3 separate regions of the Mus musculus genome follow, and all the other regions are linked to region 2. A link is a contact called in public Hi-C data. All regions are on one chromosome and are shown on one strand. Each heading gives the region's core, a stretch centred on a gene start, on an enhancer-like site or on the middle of the called end of the contact. The rest is flanking DNA. Distances are from core to core; before and after follow the strand shown.

Region 1 (2,757 bases), core at 149-2,648, 540 kb after region 2:
CATTCCTAAATGGAATGAATAAAAAAGGGGGCATTCATTTTTTTAATATAAATTTATTTATTTACACTTCATATTTTATTCCCCTCTCCCTGTCCACACTCTGACTCTTCCACATTCCATACCTCCTCCCCACCCACCTGTCTCCATGTGGGTATCCCCACCCCCCCACCTGACCTCCAAACTCCCTGGGCCTCCTTGAGGTTAGGTGCATCACCTCCTCTCTTGAGGTTAGGTGCATCACCTCTGAATGATCATAGACCTGGCAGTCATCTGCTGCATGTGTTTTGGGGTGTCTCATATCAGCTGTTGTATGCTGACTGTTGGGTGTTCCAGTGTTTGAGAGATCTCAAGGGTCCAGATTGAGACTGCTGGTCCTCCTACAGGGTTGCTCTTTTTCTCAGCCTCCTTCAGCCTTTCCCTAATTCAACCACAGGGGCCAGCTGCTTCTGTCCATTAGCTGGTTGCAAATATCTGCACCTGACTCTTTCAGCTGTTTGTTGAGTCTTCTTGAGTGTGGTCATGCTAGGGCCCTTTTTGTGAGCGCTCCATAGCCTCAGTAATAGTGTTAGGCCTTGGGACATCAACTTGAGCTGGAGTCTTCTTTGAGCCTGTCACTGGACCTTCTTTTCCTCAGGCTCCTCTCCATTTCCGTCCCTGTAATTCTTTCAGACAGGAACAATTATGTGTCAGAGGTGTGACTGTGGGATACACCCCCTCCCTCATTTGATGCCCTGTCTTCCTCCTGGAGGTGGGCTCTATAATTTTCCTCTCCCTATTGTTGGGCCTTTCATCTAAGGTCCCTCCCTTTGAGTCCTGAGAGTGTCTCACCTCCCAGATCTTTGGTGCATCCTGGAGGATTCCCCGCCCCCCCCCCCCCCATCCTACCTCCTGAGGTTGCCTGTTTCCATGATTTCTGCTGGCCCCCAGGGTTTCAGTCCTTTTCAAGAGATTTATTTTGGCTGACAGTTTCAGCCTATCACCCCAGTGAGAGCAAGCAGAGGTCATGGCGATGGCAATGGCAATGACAATATGTGTGTGTGTGTGTGTGTGTGTGTGTGTGTGTGTGTTTGTTTGTTTGTTGGAGACATCTCACATCTTGCCAGATCAGGAAGCAGAAGGCAGGGCCAGAAGCAGAAGCCTTAAAACTTGCTTCTGGTTAACCATATCTGCCAGCTAGACCTTAAGTTCCAAACATCCCATAACCTACCACAATAGCATCACCAGTGGGGAAATGAGTGTTCAAGCAGAAGCCTGTGCATTCAAGCTATTGCAACCAGAATCTTAAAAGAATACGTGAACAGCTTGAAGATTATTCTAAGTGATGGCCTTCCATACAATCCTATAGGATTGCCTGGTCTCACTGAGACACCTTCTTTAGTAATGAGTCAGGAAGGAAGTCAGGGAAGGAAAGAGCTGTTCCCAGTGGAAGGAGTGGCTAAGTCAGCTAAAAGAGTGGACGACACAATGGAAGCCAATTGGACAGCAATGTGGGGAATGTAAATATTATGAAATCTCAGGGACAGGAAGTTGAATAAGGAGTAAGAGTAGGCCACTAGAATGGGAAGTTAAGAGATCATTGCTGATGCCTCTGAAGGATCTTGTGTCTGTTGTCGAGAGCCTGAGGGAAGGAAGGCCAGATTATATTCTGCTAAATAATAGTAAATGGGGTGAAGGGCTGGGAATCCATTCAGATCACACTTTTAAAAATTCCTTAAGTAGTTTGGTGGCACAAGCCTCTAGTCCACATTCTGGTGATGCCGACGCAAGAGGAGCATGAATTTAAGGTTGATTTAGACTACAGGCTGAGTTCAAGACCAGCCTTGGTAATTTAGGGAGACTTTGTCTGAGAATAACGTTTTCCTTTAGAGGGCTGGAGATCTAGCTCAGTGGTAGAATGCCTATCTGCCTGACTTCAATCACTGGAAAAGATGAGAAACAGAAAAGATGGAAGCACTAAGCAGTACAGGAGGCAAGACTGGGACAGGATCCTTGGCTCATACAACCTTGTGAGAAGAATCCTCCCAGACCCCAGCTTCCCTAATGTGCTGGCTACTCTAATGGCCCTAATAAGCTCACAGATTTGAATGCTTGGTTACCAGGGAGTGTCACTTTGTGAATGGACTAGGAGGTGTGGTCTTGTTAGAGGAAATGCGTCACTTGGGGGTGGGCCTTGAGGTTTCAAAAAGCTTAAGTAAAAGGAGCATGACCTCAGGGATGCAAGGCCAAGGGAGGGTGTTTGTTGGATCTGGAATAGGAGTTCCTTTGGACTCATAAATTTTGGAATTCTATAATGAATGGAAGGAATTTCCTTCTATTTTTGTAGGCGACTGTAACATGCAGCAGTAACACTCCTTTTATTTTCCTTCACCTTCAAGGTACAAGACCTTTCATGTGTGCAGTATACAGTACTGCTTTAACAGCCCTCGCTTTCATGCCTGCTATGTCCCCGCCTTTCTTAGAGGCTGAGTATCATGCTTGACTGGAAAACAGACAGGAGGTTGGGCTTCCTGACCAGGGCCACCAGCACTCACCTCACATAGCTGCCCTAGGTCTATCCGGCCAGGACTGGGCTATGTGAAGAGTTGCTTATGCCCTGTGCTCACTAACAATTGCATTATTCAAGCAGGGAGTGGAAGGCATAGATGTGGAAGCTGACATCAGCTCCCTTAGGCTTTGTAGCTATAAATGTTAAGAGGACATGTCCACAGCCATTGTGACCAAACACCTGTGCCAGCTTTTGTTAGAAAAGTTTGTGCT
Region 2 (2,980 bases), core at 90-2,589:
CTAAGCCATCTCCCCAGCCCCGTGCACTGGGATTTTTTTAAACACTCGCGCATTCTAGACTGCTCATTCCCTTCTGTTTAAAGGAATAGCTCCATTATCAGAAAACAATAATTCAACTCTTATGAAATCCCATCCATGGACATGTTAAAGAGATGTGGAAAGGGCTTTGTTCAAGTTACACACACATTTTTACCTGCCCGCTATCACTTTAAAACTTGGATGGATCTTCATTTAAAGAAAAGGGAAGTCCTGATAAAAATGGTAGTGTGCAGTGCCTCTTAAAACACTAGCACTTCAGGACCTTGTCACTGGCTTATCTGAGGGACAAAGAGCTGGTGCAGACTCTTTAGAAGGGGCTATAAGCTTTCTGGTTCTCCACAGACCCTTCCAGTCCTCAGCCTGTTCCCTACCAGGCAGCACTCTGGATATCTGTTTTTGACTCAGTTCACAGAAGTCTGTCAAAGCTCAGGTTCCTTTGTCTCTTCCGTATCCCACACAGGAGATTCAGCATGTGCCAAAGAGCTGCCTTTGACCTGAACGCTCATGCCATCCCTTCACGTCTCTGGTATTGGAAAGGTTATCAGGTTCCTCTCTGAATTCTACTCCAGCTCCTTTCCCCCACCCCAGAGGCTTTGTTCTGTGCTTTTGCTTTAAGAATGAAGACAAAGCCTGACGATACATCTATTCTCCTAAGACTCTAGTTCCTCAAGGCTGAGTGCCAGCTCCCTGATTTGTTTCCCGTCCAGAGCTGCGAATACAGAGACCGCCAACAGGGCAAGGCCATTTTGCTAATGACCTTCGTAGGGCTGACTGCACAGCCAGTCAACAGCAGATCTGAAAATAGAACTCAGGACTTTCAAATCATTGTTCTGCTTGCTGGGCTGTATTTCCTCCCATAAGGGCCTGGTTAAGCAACGTCCTGTTTTGCACAAGCAGAAGTCACAATACACATATGAGAAACTGGACTGGACACAAGGATCACAAGACCGCACCCACCCTTAGGAAAGATGGCTCTGTAGCATGAAGCAGTGCGATTTGTTTCTAGTCCTGCCGGTTTGGGTTGCAAGCGGGCTCACAGCTGGTCAAATCATTGACTTTGCAGTATGTGGTGTTTTAGGAATTTTCAGAGTGCCAAGTGTCAGGTATTTGCCTGACAACACACCAAAAAGACATTTATGCAAGTGACAGAACAGTGTCGTAAGGTGGCCACCAGCTTGGGAATCACTGTGTTTGTGGTGCAAGTGCCATGGGAGAACCAGAAGCTTGGTGGCAGATCATTCTTTTAGGGTATTCCTTGTGGCCTGTAGAGGGCAGATTGAAATCGCAGAGATGCCCCTAGGCACTGTAGTCATCCTGGACTTGGAGGCTGAGGCAAGAGGACCTCGTGATCAAGACCAGGCAGTTCCTTTATTACCTCGAGCTGCCTTAAGGGAAGGAAATGGGGTGGGGGTGGGGGACGACGAAACAGAACAAAACAAACAAACAAAATGACTGGAATTGTCAAAAGTCAATCAATAAGGGAGTTTTATTTGGGAGCTGACAGCAGGATTACGTACAGTCCAGAACACAGGTATACAGGTGGCCACTTGCATGTCCTGAGAACAAAGGAAAGCCTGGGGGGTTTTAGCAAGCAGAGAAATCTACACATGAACATACCTGGTCCTTCTCACTGCCTGTGGGAATGGCAAGGTCTGATGGATGGGTGGGGCAGTGGGTAAAGCTAGTTTGAAGATTGTAGTTGGCAGTTACGCTGTTAGCTACTAAATAAATCAAGTCTTGAACATGCCCAGGGTGTTCCTTTGGACTGTTTCTGGAAGATTGGATCTGGAGCAGGCATGTATTGGTATGATTTCCCTTCCTTGCCTCCAGCCCCCGCCCCCCTCCACCTTAGTGGGGTGTGGTAGGAATGCTTACAGAAGGTTGGGGGGTGGTTTACACTTCCTGATGTTCCTTCAAATTGTTGAGACCTCTCTGTTCCATGCTAGCCCACGTAGAGGGCTTGCTAGCCCTTCAGTGATCTTCAGTGTGTTCTTGGAGAGCAGAGCCTGAGGATGCTAGCTGTTTTTGCCTCTCAGTCAAGCTCCTGGCCGCTCCGCAGGACATAACAGAGTGGATTCCAGGACCCTGAACTAGCTGTAGTACGTGAGCCCTGGATCTATGTCTCACACCTGCCAGACTTGAATCGAATGGCTTTGTGTCTTTGCGTCTGTTTGTTAGTCTGTAAGACAGGCGCGGCAACAGCTGGTAAGACCTCGGAGTCATTATGAAATTGAAATGAGTTGTTATTCATGGATTGCTTCAAAAGATTCTAGACAAAGATAATAGGTTTAGTTGTAGGCAATCAATAAACGACCTAGCAACGGGAAACAACTGCAGTTAGCTATGTGGAACAGGCCGAACACACCACAGGACCCTCCTTCCTTCTCTCCTTCTTTAGAGAAGCCTGCTTTATAGTTCAAAAGTGGGCCCTTGAGATCTCATTCCTCATTGCTCCATACTACAGATAGAGCAACTGAGGCACAGGGAAATTAGGTGATTTATTTATGTTTACCCACCAGGCACGTGACAGGATGGAAGGACAGGGCACTGTATGTACTGATGTCACTCACGGTTTTGCCATCGTTGTGCCAGTTTGGTATTTATTTCCTAGGAAAAAACCATAGAGGAAGCTGCTTGTGATGTTCTTCAGATGCTTAGATAGAATCGTTTACAGACACTTTGGAAGCAGCAAAACATGCAGAAGTACCCATGGGCGGTGATGGCAATGACTAATGCACACATGAGGACTCTTACTGCAGCCTCACTTAGCATATCAAACGGCGTTAAAAATAATAATTAGCCTTGGGAACCCAGAACAAGAACACCCAGTCATTTTGACACACCTAACTGCAATTTGATCTGTGTGTGTGTGTGTGTGTTTCACCTACTCATAGCGGCAGCTGTTCAAGAAACGAACAAAAGACTGTGTGGAAAATGGCAG
Region 3 (2,866 bases), core at 286-2,785, 590 kb after region 2:
AGGACAACATTTAATTGGGGCTGGCTTACAGGTTCAGAGGTTCAGTGCTTTATCATGAAGGCTAGAAGCATGGCAGCATCCAGGCAAGCTTGGTGCTGGAGGAGCCGAGAGTTCTACATCTTGATCCATCTGCATCCAGAAGACGACTGTCTTCCAGGCAGTTAGGAGGACAGTCTCAAAGCCCACCCTGTACAGAGACACTCTTCTTCTAACAAGGCCACACCTCCTTATAGTGCCATCCCCAGGGACAACTATATTCAAACCACGATGGGAAGGAACCCAGATCTTTGCAAAATGTTACCAGTGACATCACCAAATAATTGGCACGGAACTGGCCTCATAAATACTCGTGAAAAAAATGGATGCATAATTAATTAAAGTAAGTGTGACAGAAGGTGCATGGAATCTGTGCATGCTCATGATCTATGAAAACGAGAACTTGAACAAATAATTTTGTATGGAGAGTTTGTAGTCTACTGCCAACGATTGATGCTCATTGACACAGTATAGAGTGATATGGTAGACAACTCTTAAGTCTATACTAACTGAAAAGGATAGACAGAAATATTCCTTCTCATGGGTGACAGTTGACATTTCAGTAATATAATGTATGAATCTCTCCGCCCAAAGGAGTGGGGTCTGCTAATGTGTCCACCAACTTCCATCCTGTTAAGCTTGGACCTTGTCCATGATGGTCACTTTGTCTCTGGTGACTTTATGCCACACCTCCATGATGATTTTTCTCCTGTTTTCATCCTGTTAGAATGCAGTTACTGCATTCTACATTCTGCCATTTTGATGGCATCCATAGCTGCCTAAATTGGGGGGGGGGTGTCTGTCATTTACTTCACATAACTTTATACATCTTGATTCAAACAGTTTAAAATTTAAGACTTGAAGCCTGAAACCCTATTTCCATAAAGTAGTTGTGTTCTTCATGAATATAATTCAGACAGTGTGGTCTCCTTTGATCACTGACAAAACTCAGCACATTCAACTGAGGCTCCAAAAGTGTTATCTTCCATATATATCCTTGTATACAGATGTATTGGGATGGAGTGATTCCCGCAGATACAGGTTAGACTAGGAATATGTTTATATGCTTTGCTCAAACATCTGTGTTGACAGAAAAGCAGTTTTCCTATCTTTGGGTCTTTCATACAAATTGATTGATTTTCTGAAAATGACCTATTTCATGCAGAAGATATTGCTCAGTTGCTTCCTCGGCACATAGGTTGGATGCCCAGGATCTCATAAACCAGATGTGTCTCAGGACACTGCCTGATGTCTCCAGACTCAGAAGTGGGTAAGTGGGCAGGGAATGCTGAGATTCGAGATCATCTTCTGCTTAAAAACAAGCTTGAGTTTGATGCCAGGATGGGAAATGTAAGGCCCTATCTCAAAGAAAGAAAAACAAAATCTCCATAATATTTTAAAATCTCATCACAAAAAAAACATTCAAACTTCAGGGCAGAAGTGATTGCTTACCAATGTTCAGCCTTGCCAGTCTCTCAGAGCTAGGCAGTAAATATTTGTTGAATGAATGACTGTCCTCCCATTAAGCAATGAGGCTGCTTTAGCAATCAGACCCCTTAAATGGCATTATTTACTTGCTGAAAATGTGTTTTCCATATTGGCTAAGTTGTTTAATTTACATAGGCCTGTTGCCATACTGCTCTGTCACAGATCAACTGCAGAGCACACCCATCTCTTTTCTGACCTCCTTCTCACATCTAGACATGTTGAAAAGCAAACCCAGCTGTATCCATTTTGATTTAACAGCTCAGCCCTGCCCCGCCCCACCCTGCCCCTCTACCTTTAAATTGCAATTCTTTGATTTTCAATGCAGAGTTGACATGCCCCAGCCTGGTCTGTGATTCCACAAACGCTTTAGCTTTAGGTTATAAAGCAGACTCAAGTGGAGTCTTGTCTGCTTGTTTACTGGACTGTTTTAGAGACTGTTCAAATCCAAATGGCCGGGGGTGGGGGTGGGGGGAGATGGAAATTTAATGTGTTTCAGGCTTCGGTGCCTGAAGGTAAGGCAGACATTGGGTTTACCACTGCAGGTGAGCAGAAAAGACCTTTGAGCCTGAGCTATCCAGGTTTACCCCAGCAAATATATATCATACTCAAATGACAGGTTTTCTGTCAAATACTGAATGAGACACACCCACTCAGGAAAGTTGAGCAATTCTTTGCTTGTTCAATACTTTAATCCTCAGCTCAGTTAAACAGAAGCTCCAGCACACAGGACAGAAAGTACAGCAAACATCGGGCATGCCAAACACGACGGGACCTTTGCTGGCATTAACTCTGCCCTTTACTTCACCACTCCCCACTGGAAGAACAAGTTTGAAATTTTTTTTCTCTTGCCCTGGAAGCTGTTATTCTTATGACAAAAGACTGAGATCAATCACTATGCCAGCTCCACATCAGTCATTTGAAAGCATGACACAAGGGCAGGAATTACATTGAAATTTTAACATGTAAAGTGGTGGTAATGTGAAGGAATTGGTACTTGTTGACTATCCAAGAAAGGTTGATGCACCGTAATTCATTCGTAATTATTTATGAACACAAATCAGAGAGTTTTGAGTTGGGCTCTCTGTTAGCCATGGAAAGGAAAGAAAATGAAATCTCTTAAGAAGTCTGCAAAGAGCTGGGGAGATGGCTCAGTGGGTAAGTTGCCTACAGTACAAACATAGAGACCTAAGAAGAATCCATATGAAGAAGCCCAGAGCGGTGGAGACAGGCAGATGCCTGTGCCTCATAAGCTAGTCTACCTAACCTAGTCAGTCAGTCCCCGGTCAGTGAGAGACTGTCTCATAAAGTAGACAGCTTCTGAGGTGTAATATCTGAGGCTTTC

What was found. Hi-C and Micro-C count contacts between places; a contact is called where the count stands out from the background.
Region 1: a contact with region 2 is called in a Hi-C map of bone marrow-derived macrophages, with 16 read pairs. The contact joins two enhancer-like sites. A contact is called at or near these places in 1 of 15 datasets of contacts at CTCF or cohesin (pro-B cells), 3 of 484 Hi-C or Micro-C datasets (bone marrow-derived macrophages and peritoneal macrophages) and 5 of 115 datasets of contacts at active chromatin or transcription factors (bone marrow-derived dendritic cells, embryonic stem cells, large pre-B cells and 2 more).
Region 3: a Hi-C map of epidermal suprabasal cells shows a contact between it and region 2, with 5 times the contacts expected there. The contact joins two enhancer-like sites. A contact is called at or near these places in 2 of 15 datasets of contacts at CTCF or cohesin (the NIH/3T3 cell line and pro-B cells), 8 of 484 Hi-C or Micro-C datasets (the C10 cell line, CD4 T cells, cerebral cortex and 3 more) and 6 of 115 datasets of contacts at active chromatin or transcription factors (bone marrow-derived dendritic cells, cardiomyocytes, embryonic stem cells and 3 more).

What each region holds. Positions count from the first base shown.
Region 1 is chr10:96,874,398-96,877,154 of GRCm38.p6, forward strand. No RefSeq gene overlaps it. Among named protein-coding and RNA genes, the nearest start is that of Gm46240, 26 kb to the right of the region's middle. Within about 2 kb of position 1,399, at least 34 of the 459 cell types and tissues checked have an H3K27ac peak or open chromatin away from gene starts, as enhancers often do. A contact at or near this core is called in bone marrow-derived macrophages, where this site is marked.
Region 2 is chr10:96,332,117-96,335,096 of GRCm38.p6, forward strand. All of the region lies in intron 2 of Gm33782 (a long non-coding RNA gene), which reads left to right. Among named protein-coding and RNA genes, the nearest start is that of Gm33782, 25 kb to the left of the region's middle. Within about 2 kb of position 1,340, at least 117 of the 459 cell types and tissues checked have an H3K27ac peak or open chromatin away from gene starts, as enhancers often do. A contact at or near this core is called in bone marrow-derived macrophages, epidermal suprabasal cells and liver, where this site is marked.
Region 3 is chr10:96,922,731-96,925,596 of GRCm38.p6, forward strand. No RefSeq gene overlaps it. Among named protein-coding and RNA genes, the nearest start is that of Gm46240, 23 kb to the left of the region's middle. Within about 2 kb of position 1,536, at least 26 of the 459 cell types and tissues checked have an H3K27ac peak or open chromatin away from gene starts, as enhancers often do. A contact at or near this core is called in epidermal suprabasal cells and liver, where this site is marked.